Regions from separate parts of the Macaca mulatta genome. Here region 2 is linked to region 1. Evidence: chromatin contacts called from public Hi-C data. All regions are on one chromosome and are shown on one strand. The core of a region is the stretch at or near the end of the contact, and the rest is flanking DNA. Distances in the headings are between cores, read along the strand shown. Region 1 holds the start of JMJD4 (jumonji domain containing 4). Region 2 holds the start of ARF1 (ADP ribosylation factor 1).

Region 1 (7,690 bases), core at 1,432-3,931:
GATGGAACTGGAGGTGATTCTTTCTCCGCACTGTAACTTCTCCAGACATTCTGATTCTCTAGTGTAAAAAAAAAAAAAAAAACCAATAAACGATTGCATACCGTGACCACACAAGTCACAATGGGGCTGACCAGGAAGGGACCATAGCACACACTGAATCACACAATCCCCAAAACAACTCTCCACCTCCTGTCCCTGCCCCCATAACCCACCTTTACCTGGACTCAGACTCCCAAAACTCACTTTCCTCCTAGTCCTCCCTCCAACTCCTCAGACCTTGGTCCTCCCTCTTCTGCTCCTCCCTGTTCTCCTGGGTAAACCTCACACCCCTTGGAAAGAGTCTTCCAGCAAGGCTGAGCCCCAGCACTCCTAGAACCTCCCGTATCCCCACTCATAAGGGTAAATAAAACATTTCCATTGCTTCATAAAGGGAAGGCAGGTGCCCCTCTCTCCCTTAGCATGCCTGTTTGGTCTGGAATGAGACAGCCCAGTGTCCACATTTTACAAGACACAGTCACGGTCTGATGGCCCCTAGACTGTCATCAGACCTCCAAACCTAACTCAAAGGCCTCTCACTGTGTGCAAACCAGCACAAGCTGCCTCTCCTTTCTCTGCGAGAGATGAGCGGTTCTAACTGCTCCTCCTTCCGTCTCCCTGTCAAGATGCCTGGGAAATGCTGCCCAGACTCTGCACTCTCTCACAGAGCGCCTATGCGCACACAGCCTGCCAGGCTTCATGGGCAATAAATCTGCTATCTTCCCCTCTGCATCCATGTGGGTAGGTCTGAGCTGATTTCTCCAGCACACCAAGACATACATCACACAGGGTCCCCCTTGGCCCCCACTTCTGTGTCCTGGCTGAAAATCACAGAGTACCCTGACCCCTCTGTGCCCCAACCACAGGTTTTCCCCACCAGGCTTCAACCCAATCCAGGGCCTTGAACATTTCCAGGCATGGAAGAAAGGATCTAGGTTTACTACAAAGAAAATGACCTTGGCCCTGAGCCAAATTCCTGAAACCTTCCTATAAACTGCATAACCCATCCCTCTTCCAAGAGACATACCTAGGCAGGACATCCCTTTTCCCTTACTGCCCATCTCGAGGACTGCTGCAGCCCACTCTATATGAAAGTTCCCCTAACAAAAGTTCTAGGCAGGGCCTGGCGCAGTGGCTCACACCTGTAATCTCAGCACTCAGGGAGGCCAAGGCAGGAGGATCGCTTGAGCCCAAGAGTTCGACACTGGCTTGGGCAACACAGAGACCCTGTCTCTACAAAAAAAAAAAAAAAAACAAACCCAGAAAACTAAGCTGGGCATAGTGGCTCATGCCTGTAGTCCCAGCTACTTGGGAGGCTGAAGCAGGAGAATTAGTCAAGCCCAGGAGGTGGAGGCTGCAGTAAGCTGTGATTGCGCCACTGCACACCCTGTCTCCCCCCTATCCCCCACCAAAAAAACCGCCCTGGGCTCACCATGCATTTAGCACTTCTTTCTTTGGTATCCCAACTGGTCCCACCTGAGGACAGTGTGGGAAACTCCCTTGCCACCACTTTTGGGGTAACTCCAGTTGTAAGCTTGGCAAAACACTACTCATGTCACTACTCCAACGTCCTCCCATTTCAGCCCCGCTCATGTGTACACAGCCCCAAATGCCTACCCACACTCCCACCACACCTTCATTTCACACCCTCCCTCATTCCCCACCATCTTCTCCAGACACCCGTCATCCCCTGGGGCCCCTTGCCATGCCCTCCAGGTCCTCTGTGGGCCCCATTCTCCCATCTAGGTTACCCTGCCCCCTCCAGCCCCCCCCCCCACCATTTTCCTCCAGGTCCCCACCATCCTCTCTAGATCCCACTGTCCCCTCCAGGTGCCACTGATCCCTCCAGGTCCCCACTGTCTCCATCCCCTCCAAGTGCTACCATCCCCTCCAGATCCCCACTGTCCCCTCCAGGTCCCCAATGTCCCCATCTCCTTCAAGTGCCACCGTCCTCTCCAGGTCCCCACCGTCCTCACCAGGTCCCCACTTGTCCCCATCCCCTCCAGATCCCACCATCCCCTCCAGGTCCCCACTCTCCCCATCCCCTCCAGATCCCACCATCCCCTCCAGGTCCCCACTCTTCCCATCCCCTCCAGGTCCCAACTCTTTCCATCCACTACAGGTCCCACCGTCCCCTCCAGATCCCCACTGTCTCCATCCCCTCCAAGTGCCACCGTCCTCTCCAGGTCCCCACCGTCCCCTCCAGGACCCTACCATGTCCGCCAGATCCCACCATTCCAGGGCCCCCCAGCTCTCCCTCTGGGTCCCACCATCCATGGGCGCCCCCGCACCACCGCACTCCCACCCCTAGAACCGCCTCTGTCTCCGCCCCTCTTCCAGCGCAGCCCGCATACTCCCCACCCCCCGGGGATGTGGGAAGGAGGACTCGGGGTGTCAGCCACAGCGCGCGGACTGAGCCGAGGGAGTACGCTACGGCTTGGGCCGGGCCCCAAACAGACCACCGTTGTCGCTCACCTGGGAAAAGCCAGACGTGACCCACAGGCGTTCGCGGCGCCTCTACCCCTCGGCGCCTGCGCAGTGAAGACAGCGGCGAGCCGCGCGCATGCGTGTAGGGCCGAAGCCCCAGGGGCTGGTCGGGCGGAAACGCGGCGCTCTCTGTCTTCTGGTTTCGAGGCTGGTCCTTACCGTTTCCGCTCCGGCGGAAGTGAGGAGGAGGGTCCTTCGACCCGTGCGGAGCTGGATGGACCGCGAGACGCTCGCCCTTGCTGACCGCCACTTCCGAGGCCTGGGGGGTGGTGTCCCCGGCGTCGGCCAGGCTCCAGGCCGGGTAGCCTTCGTCTCGGAGCCGGGCGCCTTCTCCTACGCCGACTTTGTGCGGGGCTTCCTCCTGCCCAACCTGCCCTGCGTGTTCTCCAGCGCCTTCACGCAGGGCTGGGGCAGCCGGCGGCGCTGGGTGACGCCCGCGGGGAGGCCCGACTTCGACCACCTGCTACGGACCTACGGTGGGGCGGCGGGCACAGACCCCGGGCGGGGAGGACAGGCCGGCGGGACCCAGGCCCAGGAGGCCTTTGCCTAGAGAGGGCACCAGGGAGGGTGAGGGGGGCCAGGCGCGTGGCCCTGGAGAGTTCCTCTGCAGACGGTTTGGAGTGAGGACGGGGCCCAGGGAGATGGCATGGACCGTCCCTGACTTTCATTTCAGGAGACGTGGTTGTACCAGTTGCAAACTGTGGGGTCCAAGAATACAACTCGAACCCCAAAGAGCACATGCCTCTCAGAGACTACATCACCTACTGGAAAGAGTACATCGAGGGGGGCTACTCCTCTCCCAGGGGCTGTCTCTACCTCAAAGACTGGCACCTGTGCAGGTAATGGGGTTTGGGACGCACCGAGGCGCTGCCTTCCCTAGCGCTGCGGGAACCCAGAGGCCTTTCTGATGAAGGTGGCCCCCGGCTGCACAAAGAGGAACTATTTTTCCCCATGAGGCACTTTAATCTGTTTAAAAGAAACTGGATTGTCTTCCGCATGGCTGCAAGTGTTCTTCTTTGGGAGATCAGTATGTTTTATTTATTTTATTTTATTTTTTTTTTTGAGATAGATCCCCTCAGCCTCCCTAGTAGCCGGGATTACAGGCATGCACCTCCACGCCCGGCTATTTTTTTTTTTTTTTTTTTTTTTAAGAGACTACGTTTCGCCATATTGCCCAGGCTGTTCTTGAACTCCTGAGCTCAAGTGATGCATCCACCTCAGCATCTCAAAGCACTGGGATTATAGGCATGATCAGTACTTTTTCATAAGCAGAACCATTGTGGTCAGACTGCCCCCACCCCACTCCCCCACCAGCAGCTGGCTCAGAGTAGGTGCTGGGGCTCTTTGGGGGCTGCAGCCATCTGAAAGCTCCACTGAAGCCAAGTGATCTCAGTTGCCCCACTCGTGCTGCCCTAGTCCTCGTGCCTCACGTGCTGTCGATGGTGCCCTTGCGCCCTCCTCACAGGGACTTCCCGGTGGAGGACGTTTTCACCCTGCCTGTGTACTTCTCATCCGACTGGCTGAATGAGTTCTGGGACGCACTGGATGTGGATGACTACCGCTTTGTCTACGCAGGGCCTGCAGGCAGCTGGTGAGGCCACAGATGTGGAACCCAAAGGGACCCGGTGACGGAGCAGACCGGGAGGCTCAGGGTGGCAGGAGGGGTCTGCTTGGCACAGGCTTCACAGTGGGTGCCATTCCTTGAGACCAAGGGGCCACCCCTCCTTCAGTTGGACCAGGCCTCTGGGGTGCCAAACAAAGCCCATACCAGCCCCTACGGGCACGAACCAGGCGCTCTTGCTGCTGCAGGTCCCCATTCCATGCTGACATCTTCCGCTCCTTCAGCTGGTCTGTCAATGTCTGTGGGAGGAAGAAGTGGCTCCTCTTCCCCCCAGGGCAGGAAGAGGCCCTGCGGGACCGCCATGGCAACCTGCCCTATGACGTGACCTCCCCAGCACTCTGCGATACGCACCTGCACCCGCGGAGCCAGCTTGCGGGCCCACCCTTGGAGATCACGCAGGAGGCGGGCGAGATGGTGTTTGTGCCCAGTGGCTGGCACCACCAGGTGCACAACCTGGTAATGTGCTGCTCTCCTGCCCTCTATCAGGGGCTTTCCTGCAGGAAGACGGCAGCACCACCTACCCACTCTCCCAGCCAGAGTGGGGCTGGAATGGGGTGGCTCATGGGTGAGGCTGACCCTTTCACAAGGTGGTGTCACTGAGGCCTAACCTCTGTTTCACCCCCTCCTGGTCCCTGGGTCTACTTGCTCTGGGTTCACTGGCTGAGGTGGTCCGAGCCCACCACCCACTTCCCTGCTGAGCAAGCCCTGCTGGGAGACAGGAAGGCCTTCTTGGCTGCAGAGGGCTGGACCCCACAGTGGGTTCCTGGTGCAGGAGATGTGGGCTAGTTGGGGGCACCTGCCATGGGCTCAGGCCTGCCTGTACTGTGTCCCTTCCAGGACGACACCATCTCCATCAACCACAACTGGGTCAATGGCTTCAACCTGGCTAACATGTGGCGCTTCCTGCAGCAGGAGCTATGTGCCGTGCAGGAAGAGGTCAGCGAGTGGAGGGACTCCATGCCTGACTGGCACCACCACTGCCAGGTGGAGCAGCTGCGTGTGGAGGCTATCAGTGCCAGGTCCCTGGGAGGCCTTCAGGCTCAGGGCGGGTGTGGCTGTCAGGCCGAGCTGTGGGTAGGTGCCGGCTGTGACTGTGGGACAGCCTGGGCTGAGCCCTGGGGGAGGCTTTCAGGCTGCATGGCTCAGATTCCTTTGGTCACTGCCCGGCTTCTCAGCGCCTCTGTCTTATTGGTCCCCTCTTCGTCCTTGGGGACTGGGCGCATGTTGGATCCTTTGCAACTTGGACTGTGTCCATGGTGTCATCTCACTGGCCTCTTCCCTCTGCCCAGGTCATCATGAGGTCCTGCTCGGGCATCAACTTTGAAGAGTTTTACCACTTCCTCAAGGTCATCGCTGAGAAGAGGCTCCTGGTCCTGAGGGAGGCGGCCGCTGAGGACGGTGCTGGGTTGGGCTTCGAACAGGCAGCCTTTGATGCTGGGCGCATCACAGAGGTGCTGGCCTCCTTGGTTGCACACCCCAGCTTCCAGAGAGTGGACACCAGCGCGTTCTCACTGCGTCCCAAAGAGCTGCTGCAGCAGCTGAGGGAGGCTGTTGATGCCGCTGTGGCCCCATAGCACCTGTCTTGAGGACAGAAGGACGGGTGGATGAGAGGCAGCCTCCTGCTCCAGGGCCCTTCCAGAAATAAAGACTGCCCTCCCTGTGACCTGGGGCCCATCCCTGTCGAGGCTCGTGGCCTGCCTGTCCATGGCCACTGCCTGGGTGCCTGTTTTCAGGTGAGGCCCAATGAGGTCAGGGACCCAAGAAGGGATGTGGCCCTTCTGACCTGCAGCAGGCCTGCTGGGAGCTTGGAGATGGCGCCATGACCTGGCTCTTTTGGGGGCCCTGCCTCCTTAGGCCAGGATGCCTGAGCTGACAGGAGTCTGTGTCTGATGTGCCTTCTCTGGAGGCTCCTCTCAGCCCGGTCCTCTCGTCTCAGGCCATTGGGCCACCCCTGGCTCTGCCCTGTGGGCTCAGGAAGAGGTTGGAGCAGCGCTGGGCAAGCTCACCAGGGCCTCCAGGCAGGACTGGGTTGGCCTCCATCACCTCCAGGTGATGGGCTGTGGAGCCAGTGGCCAGGGCCTTCCTCTGGGTACCCAGAGGGGAGGGCTGGGCTGGGCTGGCCTCTGCCACCTCCCTGCCTTTGGAGTAGCCTTCGAAGGGCCTGTGGGTACCTGGAGAGGCCACGGGTGTGGGGGTGGAATCCCATCTGCTGCTGAATCCTCATTTGGGCCTGAGGGGCTGTGCCTGCTGTGCACTCACAGCTGGGTCTTCGCAAGGATGCTGTTCTCAGGAGTGGTGGGTCTCTGGCCCCTCTTCACACTGGGCATGATGGAGGTGTGGGCAGACTCGTCCAGGCCAATCAAGGCACAGCGGTGAGCAGTGGAGGCCTGTCGTGGGGAATGGACTCTCGTGGGATCCTTCTGCAGAGGATGCCCCAGGCCTGAACTCCCTAGTGGATCCACAGTTTGTGGAGACTGGCACTCTGCCAGCCCTGTCCTTGACCCAGAGTGCAGCACTTTTTCAGTTGGCCCCTGGTTGGCTGCCCCACCCCAGGAGGGGAGGAGTCATCTGAATCCGCAGGGATGGCATGTGCCATGACTGTGTGCATTGCCTGCCCATGGCATCCACTGGGGCTGCTGGCACTTGTATAGGATGGAAGCCCCTAAGAAGGGCCGGGGTTTCTGTCTGCTCTGTTCAATGAATCATGTGAAGTGCCTGCAAAAGCAGCTTTACACAGTAGGTGCTTCGTATGTGTCTGTCCAGTGAATGAGCTCCAGCCACCAATTTTCCAGGGACCTGTATGCTGGGCCCCCCTGCTAGCTCCCAGGGACCCCTGGTCTGCACGGAAATGCCCTGAGACATCATCCGGCCTCCTACAGATTGAGCTGGCACTGCCCAAACCACAGGTGGCAAAGGTGCTTTGTGGGGGAGGAGGGGGAGGTAGCAAATATGCGTGACTGCAGACTTGCCAGGACCAGGCCCAGGCTGAGTGTGGGCGTAGCACACCCTTTTAGCCCTTCCAGTAACCTCTGAGCTTGGGCCTCTTGGCACCTACCACACAGGCTGAGGCCAAGGGTTGGGGTATGTGCCCTGGGCACTGCCAGCAGCCAGCTGAGGTGCCTCTGCCTGAGCTGGGGCTCCCCTTTGAGCAGCAGGTCCAGCACCTGCAGGGGAGGGGCACCACCAGGTGGTGGGCACCAGGTGTCCTTCAGCTTCTCTCATGATGAGGGCAGCACTGAGGACCCCAGGGCAGCCCCCAATGCAAGCTGGCAGCTCAAGGTAGCACAGGTCGCAGCCCATTACCATCCAGGCTGCGTGCGTGGTCCTGCGCTCCTGAACTGTGTGAAGACCCTCGTGTTTCTGCAGTCAGGAGGCAGTGCACAGACACTCCCGAGAGCCCTGCTAGCGTCAGTCACTTTTTCTTAAAGCAAGCATAGAGAATCTCAGGCCGGGGCTGTTACAGGTGCAGCAAAGCAGCAAATGCTAGAAGCTCTGTGGGGGAGATAGAGCCCTCCGCAGGGCAACGGCTGAACTGCAGCTGGCATC
Region 2 (7,690 bases), core at 2,408-4,907, 320 kb before region 1:
GTGGGGTATGAGGGAAGAGACACGGAGCTACCTTGCCCTCCTGGGCGTGCCACCCTCCAGGAACCTCCATGAATTCAGCTTTCTGGAAGCTCTCTGAAAGCCCAGGCAGGCCTTTTGGGTATTTCCCATCAACAAGGAATTTCATGCTATTTCAGAATTGTACTTAAGTGTGGTTCAGTCTGAACATTCCTTTGTACAAATGTGGAAACACGGGGCTGTAGATGCTGTTAACTACTGAAGGCAAAAGTGTGGCTTCATGATATTAGTGTGATTGATTAAATTATTGGCTACTGGTGACCAGCTCAATCTTCAGTCCCTCTCCACTCTGGGGAAATTGGAGGGTGGGGCTGAAACCCTCTAATCCTACCTTGGCCCCGTGACTAGCCCTACCCTGAAGTTTCGTAGGGGCTGCCCGTCACTGGTCAACTCATTAGGGTACAAAAAGACATCATCACTTTGGAGATTCCAAGTATTTTAGTAGTTGTATGGCAGGAAATGGGAGGCAGGCCAGATATGTATTTTGCAATCCACAACTACAGACTTCTAACTTCCTGAAATGTTCATGGACTGAATCAAGTCTCCCGTTCACTTCATGCTGTACACTAACAGTGAGCCCTGGGCCTCCGGGGTGTGGGAGAACGTCTGCCTTCTAAACAGAATCATTCTCAATTGCTGTGCCTGTGAAAATCTGCCTTTTATGCTTTCCCTGTCTCTTCTCTTGATGTCATTTAGGCTTTTCCTGTTATCAGGGCCTGTAAGAAGCACCACCTTTCCCAGTCTGTTGGCTGACAACCGGCTGCAAGCCCTTGTTACCACTGTGTGAGAACCAGGAAACCAGGATTAGTCAAGGACATTATGGCTAATCAGCCAGCCTTACTGTCTTCTCATCCCTGTAGATGGTTGAGTGACAGGACCCTGGGGGAGGACCTGAGAGCCTCTTGGGAACAAAAAACATCCAGGACATGTCTGTCAAGTTGCTAACAAGGTCATCTGACCCACCTGAGAATGTGAAACTACCTTCCAAGACGGTGCTGGGCACCTGCACAGCTGTAAGGTGATAAGTGCAACTATGCCTTAAAGAGTTTATAACAACCACAGGAAAATACGAACCTGAGGATGAAGGCAAATCCTGGAATCCCAACATGAAGGGGCTAAACCTTTTCCAAAAGACCACTTCAGATGCTACAGGCAGGATACCCCTACCAACCAACCACACCAATGAGGAGCAGGCACAACACAGAAAACACAAGTTCTCATAATTTAAGATCCCCACTGCAAGGCCTTTTCCTGTTTCTCTCCCAATTACCTCTGACAGTGCACTCTACTTCCTTTCACCCTCTTGAGTTTACCGAGGTGAAAGGTCAGGGGGAGAGGACAGAATGCCTATGAGAGACAGTATGGGCCTGCCAGCCCAGGCTGGCTGCAGCCTCTTGCTCAAGAGAATGGTCACAGCTCAGGAAGAAGTGTGTACAAAAGCTTGGTGAGCATGGCCTGTGAGTAAGAGCTGGTTTAAATACACCAATGAGACATTTAATTTGAAGAATCTAGAAAAAACTGCTTCAACTCTCTGAAACCACAGTCATATACTTTGCGTGTGAACTTGCACAACAGGTTTTTTTCTCTTAGTTAGGTCTACTTCTATGATCACTGCAGCAGCTGACAGTCCATATTAAATTTTACTGAAGTGAAAAATGAAAGGCCAAATGCATCTTCGAAGCTATAGTTTCAAGCCTGTCCAGTCTGTAGGGGCAGATGAGCAGGTGAAGATGTCTGAATGTCCTCTCCATATTGTGCAAGAGGTACAGCGCATAGCTAGACTACATGATGTACAAAATCAGAACTGTGAGGGGCACAGAACCAGTTTTTGCTTTTCACTCACAGTCATTCTGTGACTCAGCTGTTGTCCAAACCAACTGTTTCAAATCTTTTTCAACTAGCAAATCTGAAAAACTGCCTGACAGGCAACAGCATATTCCTACTGCTGCAATGATTTGGATTTATTTTCAACAAGATACACCTAAAGACAAGTGACAGATATTCTCCGGTCTACCAACATGTGAAAACGTGGACAACACACCTCTAACAATGTGGCCAATCAGATGTGTATACTAACATTTATACTACTCAATTCTTCTCAATTTTGGACCCAGCTAATAGTACGGCATTTCAGGACCTTATGGTTCTGGCTACCTTGGTAGTGCTGGTGAAAATTCAAATTAAATGAGGACATCATCCATGCAGTCACACGTGTTAGACAATGGCTAACGCAAAAGCAGAGGGCCACAGGGGCCGCACACAACCGCACCTCGGCATCTCACACTCCTCCCAACACACTGCGGAAAACGCCAGAACCACCAGCCTTGCAACAACCGGCGGCAGAGAAAACTGCTGACCACTAGTTCTGAAACAAGAAATACAACTGCCCACTCCAATAGGGGCAGTGGCACCAACTCTACAGCTCTAAACTAGGCGGCGACTTCGGGGACCATCCAAAGACTCCGACCTCCCTTCTTTTTCTGCCCGCGATTCCGAGCGCATTTCTGCTCAATTCCTGCAAAGCAGCAACTGGCTGCCTGGACGGAAAGGGAGTCCGCCAGGAAGTGCCGTCGGAATGGTTATCTAACACTCTAGGTGCGCACGGCTGTACAGACCCAATCTCACAAGCCGTAACCACCCAGGCTGTGCCCCGAGAGAGCGCTGGGGCCGGCCTCTGCGGCCTAGAGTCTACGAGCAGGTCGTTCCGCAGGCAAGTTAAAGATTCACCAGCTCAAAAGAGGCCTTCTTATCTACTGCCGACAACGTCAAGGAAACCACCCTGGAGTTAAAGCGAACATCGACCGGCCCTCTGGAAGCCACCGGAGACTTCATACTGACCCCAAATCGCGTCTCACTGTTGTGAAGGGAGGCACTCTGGGCTTCCCCGGAGGTCCACGCATTCCGTTCAGCAGACAGGGAAAGGCGCAGGGTCCCTGTCCACTGCCCGCCCGCTCGCTCTCACCGCCCCTGACCCAGTGCCTTCCTCAGAAGAAACACGAACTGGATGGAGTCGGGAGGCGAAGGTGCAAGCCCCCACCACCTACGTGACCTTGACGGTGTCTTGGGGCCGCCTGAGCCTCAGTTTCCCGGTCCCCGAGGCAGCGGTCCGCCCGGATGCCGCTCGCTAGCCTGTACTCGGGTGGAGGAGGCCCCACAACCCCCACCGGCCCCCGAGACCGCTAACCCCAACCCTCCACGCGCGGGCGGCCTCGGGAAACGTGAGGGGCAGAGGTGAGGGAAGCAGGAAGCCCAGGTTTCCTGGAGAAGAGCCTGGCGTCCCGGCTGACTTCCGGGCGACGGGCGGGGGCAGGGACTGGCAGAGGAGGACAAGGGGCCGCGGGCGACTCCGGGAACCTGTGAGGGGCGCGAGGAGCTCACCGACCCGCCCGCCCTCCCAGCCCCGACTCCCCAGCCTCAGCCCGGCCCGTCCTCGTCCGCCCCCGGCCCGGCCCTGTCGCCGCCGCCGCCGCCGGGATCGAGGTGCCCTTCGCGAACCTCAAGTCGCCCCGAGGCCAGTCCCCAGACCCCGCCGGCTCCAACTTGTGTGCGGCCCACACCGACCCGCGCCCCTCGCCCTCACCTCAGAAGCTGCTGCTTCGAGCCAGGCGTTGGTTTCGCTCCCACAAGATGGCGGCTCTGACGGCGGCCACGTCAGCGCCTGCGGGCGCGGGGAACGTCGGGTAAGAGGCGGAGACGCCGGGAGCTCCGCCCCCCGTGCGCCCGCGACGCAGGCGCGCTGGCTCCAGAAGGGCTGCAGGGGGCGGGGCCGGGGACACCCAGCCCCGGGCCGAGGTCCTAGCTCGCGCGCGCCTTAGGGGTGCGCACCCGTCTGCGCCTGCGCCTGTGAGTCTTCCGAAAAGACACCTTGTGGCTGCCACACGCCCGTTTGGCAGATTCGGAGACTGAGGCCCGGGGGGCTGCTGCAGCAACTGGAGCGGCGGGGCCGGGTTGCCACCCTCCTCCTCCCCGACCCGGCAGTCACCGCGAGCCCTCGGGGACCGCGTGAGGACTGGGGTGCGAGGCGCCCCTTCGCTGGGATTGGGGTCCCTGGCTCCCAGGCTGCGCGGGTCCGTGTGCCCCGGCCCTGTGGAAACCTGTGGCACTCGCGGGGCCTCGGCGGAAGGTCCGAAGGAGGGAGGCCTGCTATGTCCCCGCACTGGCCTCGGCGCCCCGGCGGCCGCAGTGACTCGCGCGGGCTCATGCCTGGGCTCATGCCGGGGAGTTGGCTACAGATGAAGCAAAGGAGGAGGTGGCCTGGGGACCCCGGGGGGAGGCCGGGGCTGTGGGGGTGGTGCCCAGAAGGGAGGTCACAGCGGTCTCTAATGAGCTGGCCTTTCAGCTGAGATCCAGTTGAGGCGGAGGAGACCCCGCTCCCAGGAAGCCCTCCTGGATTGGTCAGAAGGGAACAGAGGCCTGGCTCTGCCCACCACCCTCAGGTCTTCTTGCCTCTTCCCTTGTGCAGCTGTGAGGGATTGGGCTTGTGGGAGAGCGTCCGTGCAGCACAGTTCTCTGGGTATTCTGGAGGTCGGGAATCAACCTGATTTGTCCAGGGGGAGGCCCGGGGGCAGGGCCTGAGGGGTGGGGTCACTGGGCCTGGCCCAGGCCTCCTGCGCCCCTTTGCTGCCGCCATCACCTACCTTGCTTGCCCCTTGGGCAGGGCATCCTCACTGCCACTGCAGGCTGCGATAGTCGGAGTTCTCCCCCAGGGCTGCACCTGCGGGGGCTTCGAAGGACCCCAGAAGTGGTGACCCTCCTGCCCCCAAATTCAGTCCCTTTTTCTGCCTGGGGCTCCCCTCTGAAATCTCACCTCTGTGAAGCTGCGGCAGGTTGTCTGTTTAGGGGAAGGATGTCTCCCTCCCACCCTACAGGCATCTCAGATACTCTTGGAAAGCCCCAGGGAGGGGTGTGGATGCCTGTGGAGCCTTCTGATTGTGCTGCCTCTCCCGCTCAGCCAGAACTGGACCATGCTCGGACATTTCATGGGGGATACATGTGGTTATGGCCACTTTAGGGCTGAAGGGACCTGGCTTTGGTTCTCTGATGGCAGAGCATGGCCAGGGGTGGCTCCAGTGTCACTGAGTGGGGATTGTGTGGGAACCAGAGCCTGCTTCCCCTTCCTTTAAAATACTCTATTTTTTTTTTTCTTTTTTTGAGATGGAATCTTGCTCTGTCGCCCATACTGGAGTGCAGTGACACAATCTTGGCTCACTGCAATCTCCGCCTCCTGGGTTCAAGCAATTCTGCTGCCTCAGCCTCCCAAGTAGCTGGGATTGCAGGCGCCTGCCCCTACGCCCAACTAATTTTTGTATTTTTAGTGGAGACAGGGTTTCACCATGTTGGCCATGGCTGGTCTCGAACTCCTGATCTCAGGTGATCCACCCGCCTTGGCCTCCCAAAGTGCTGGGATTACAGGTGTGAGCCCCCGTGCCTGGCCCCTTTAAAATATTTTATTTTAAATGTGAAAAAATGCAGACAGGAAAGAGTGTATGTCAGATACATGCACAGTTTAAAAAGTAATAAAATGGATTTCTGTATACACAGCCCTAGGGTTAAGAAATGTACCTTCCCCAGCCTGGGCAACATGATGAGACCCCATCTCTACAAAAATTTTACAAAGATAGCCAGGTATGGTGACACACACCTGTAGTTCCAGCTACTTGGGAGGCTGAGGTGGGAGGATCGCTTGGGCCCAGAAGTTCAAGGTTACAGTGACCTAGGACTCTGCCACTGCACTCCAGCCTGGGTGGCAGAGTGAGACCCTGTCTGCAAATAATAATAATTTTTTAAAAAGTCCCTTTCCGCTGATTCTGTGCTCCTGGTTTGGCCTCCCCACCACCACCAGGACAAAAGTGATGTCTTCAAGCCAGACAGGCGCAGGGGAGCCCAGGTAGTCACACCCAGATTTCTGCCCCTGGAAGGAGACCCACTAGGGAGCTAAGAAGTGTCAGGCAGTGATTTCCTGGGGAAATTGAGGCCCTGGTGCTCTCCCAACACTGCCTAGGGAGTAGGGATCCCTTTCTCTCTACTCTGAGGTCCCTGGGATCAGATGAGGTTTAGCCAAGAGGGGTGGGATGAGCTGGCTAGAGGGAGGGCATTGGGGGCCAGGCTGGACAGGGACCCTCCAGCCTTTGTGGCTGCCTCCGCTGTCAGTCTCAAAGATGCCAGCTCAGGTGGGGCTGGGCTTCTCTCTTCTGGGGGTGGCTGCACCTGAGAACCAGGTCAGAGACACGGATGCCAAACAACGGAACGGGCTGGCCTCCTAGGGAATGCGGCTAGAGGGACAGATGAGCTGTCTGGAGCAAAGAAGCGGGAATACCCATGTTGGAGACCTAGTAGGCAGCCATTGTGGCTAGGTGAAGGGGACCCCAGCCCACCTCAGGCCTGGCAGGCACTTTGGTCAACCTCTGAGTGCAGGACTATGAAGTGTGCGGCATTTGAGCCAGGTCACAGATGTTCAGAGAGGTCTCACATGTACCTGATGTCACCCAGCTAGGATGAAACCCCTCTGAAGCTTGACTACTCCATGCCCAAGTCTGCTTATTGCCAACACCTTTAGTCTTTCCCCAGCCCTGCCCTCCCTCTTGGGGAACAAGCGCTTTGGTGCCTCTGCAGACTGCAATGTTATCTTGGATTCCTCCAGTGATGGGCAGCTCACTACTACACCAGGCATCCCAGGACAGAGTTCTCCTCTCTGGATTTCCTGCCCCACTCTGTCTCCCACATGGTTGCTCTGCCGGCTCTCTCTGTTGGGAGACTATAGATGGGCTAAAGCTGGAGAATCATACTGCAAGATGCCAGGGCATTCTGCGGGGTGGCACTGCCTCCACCAGAATCAGTACTTTCTCGTCACGCTCAGGACTTAGTCCAAACACTCAACCGCTAAGACCTGTGGCAGGAAGAATTCATACCCTTAAAGACGTCTCTGGGGGGTGAGGCGGGGATAGGACCTTGCTGTCCCCTCTGCCTGGCCCTGTTTCCTTCTCCCCCAGACCCATACCCAAAGCCTACCCTCTGGCTGGTCACACTACAGGACCTGGAGCATGCCACAGGAATTATTATGGCTGTTCTGACTGCATGGGCCCTGGGAGAGGCCCCCACCTCCCAGCTCAGGGTGGCCCTGCCCTGCCTTCTGAGCCTGGGCTGGGGTCTGGGGTCATTCGGGAAGCTGGTGGCCAGTGGTGGGGGTTCCAGGGGATTGCCTGCACTACATAATGGCTTAGGAAATTACAGTTGAGTTCCGTGAACTCCAGGGAGTTAGCTCATATTCCTCTGACTTCTGGTCCTTTTGAAGCATCACCTGTTTCCCCCAATACTCCAGCCTCAGTTTCCCCATCTCATTGCCAGCCCTCCAAACCTCAGATGAAAGCCTAGAGCTGCACATGCCCCTCCTCTGGACTAGCTCTCGGGGGACCTTGTTTTCCCAGGCAGGCTGGCTTCTCAGGGCAAGGACTGTTTTCTGTCTGGTTCCAGCCTCTTGTCATGCCTAGGTGGACAAATGGGGAGCCAGTGAGGTGAGCACCCTGGGGAGGGGTTGCAGAAAAGCACATCTTGGCTCTTCTTAACCTCTGGGTGACATTTAGCATTTCCTCCCATCTTGAATGCAAGCAGCATTCCCAAAAAGCAGTATTAGCAGTACCTGTGGTTTTTGTTGCTG

The links. A called contact is a pair of places that touch in the nucleus more often than the background predicts.
Region 2: a Hi-C map of liver shows a contact between it and region 1, with 2.5 times the contacts expected there. The contact joins the promoter of ARF1 here to the promoter of JMJD4 in region 1. A contact is called at or near these places in 2 of 14 Hi-C or Micro-C datasets (CD4 T cells and liver).

What each region holds. Positions count from the first base shown.
Region 1 is chr1:85,507,326-85,515,015 of T2T-MMU8v2.0, reverse strand. It overlaps JMJD4 (jumonji domain containing 4), which reads left to right and starts at 2,681. Exons shown (of 6, transcript XM_077939134.1): 1 at 2,681-2,999; 2 at 3,197-3,362; 3 at 3,989-4,114; 4 at 4,333-4,600; 5 at 4,982-5,163; 6 at 5,434-6,883. The coding sequence starts at 2,738. The coding sequence ends at 5,443. All of the region lies in intron 1 of SNAP47 (synaptosome associated protein 47), which reads right to left.
Region 2 is chr1:85,832,027-85,839,716 of T2T-MMU8v2.0, reverse strand. It overlaps ARF1 (ADP ribosylation factor 1), which reads right to left and starts at 3,657. Exons shown (of 5, transcript NM_001193287.1): 1 at 3,617-3,657.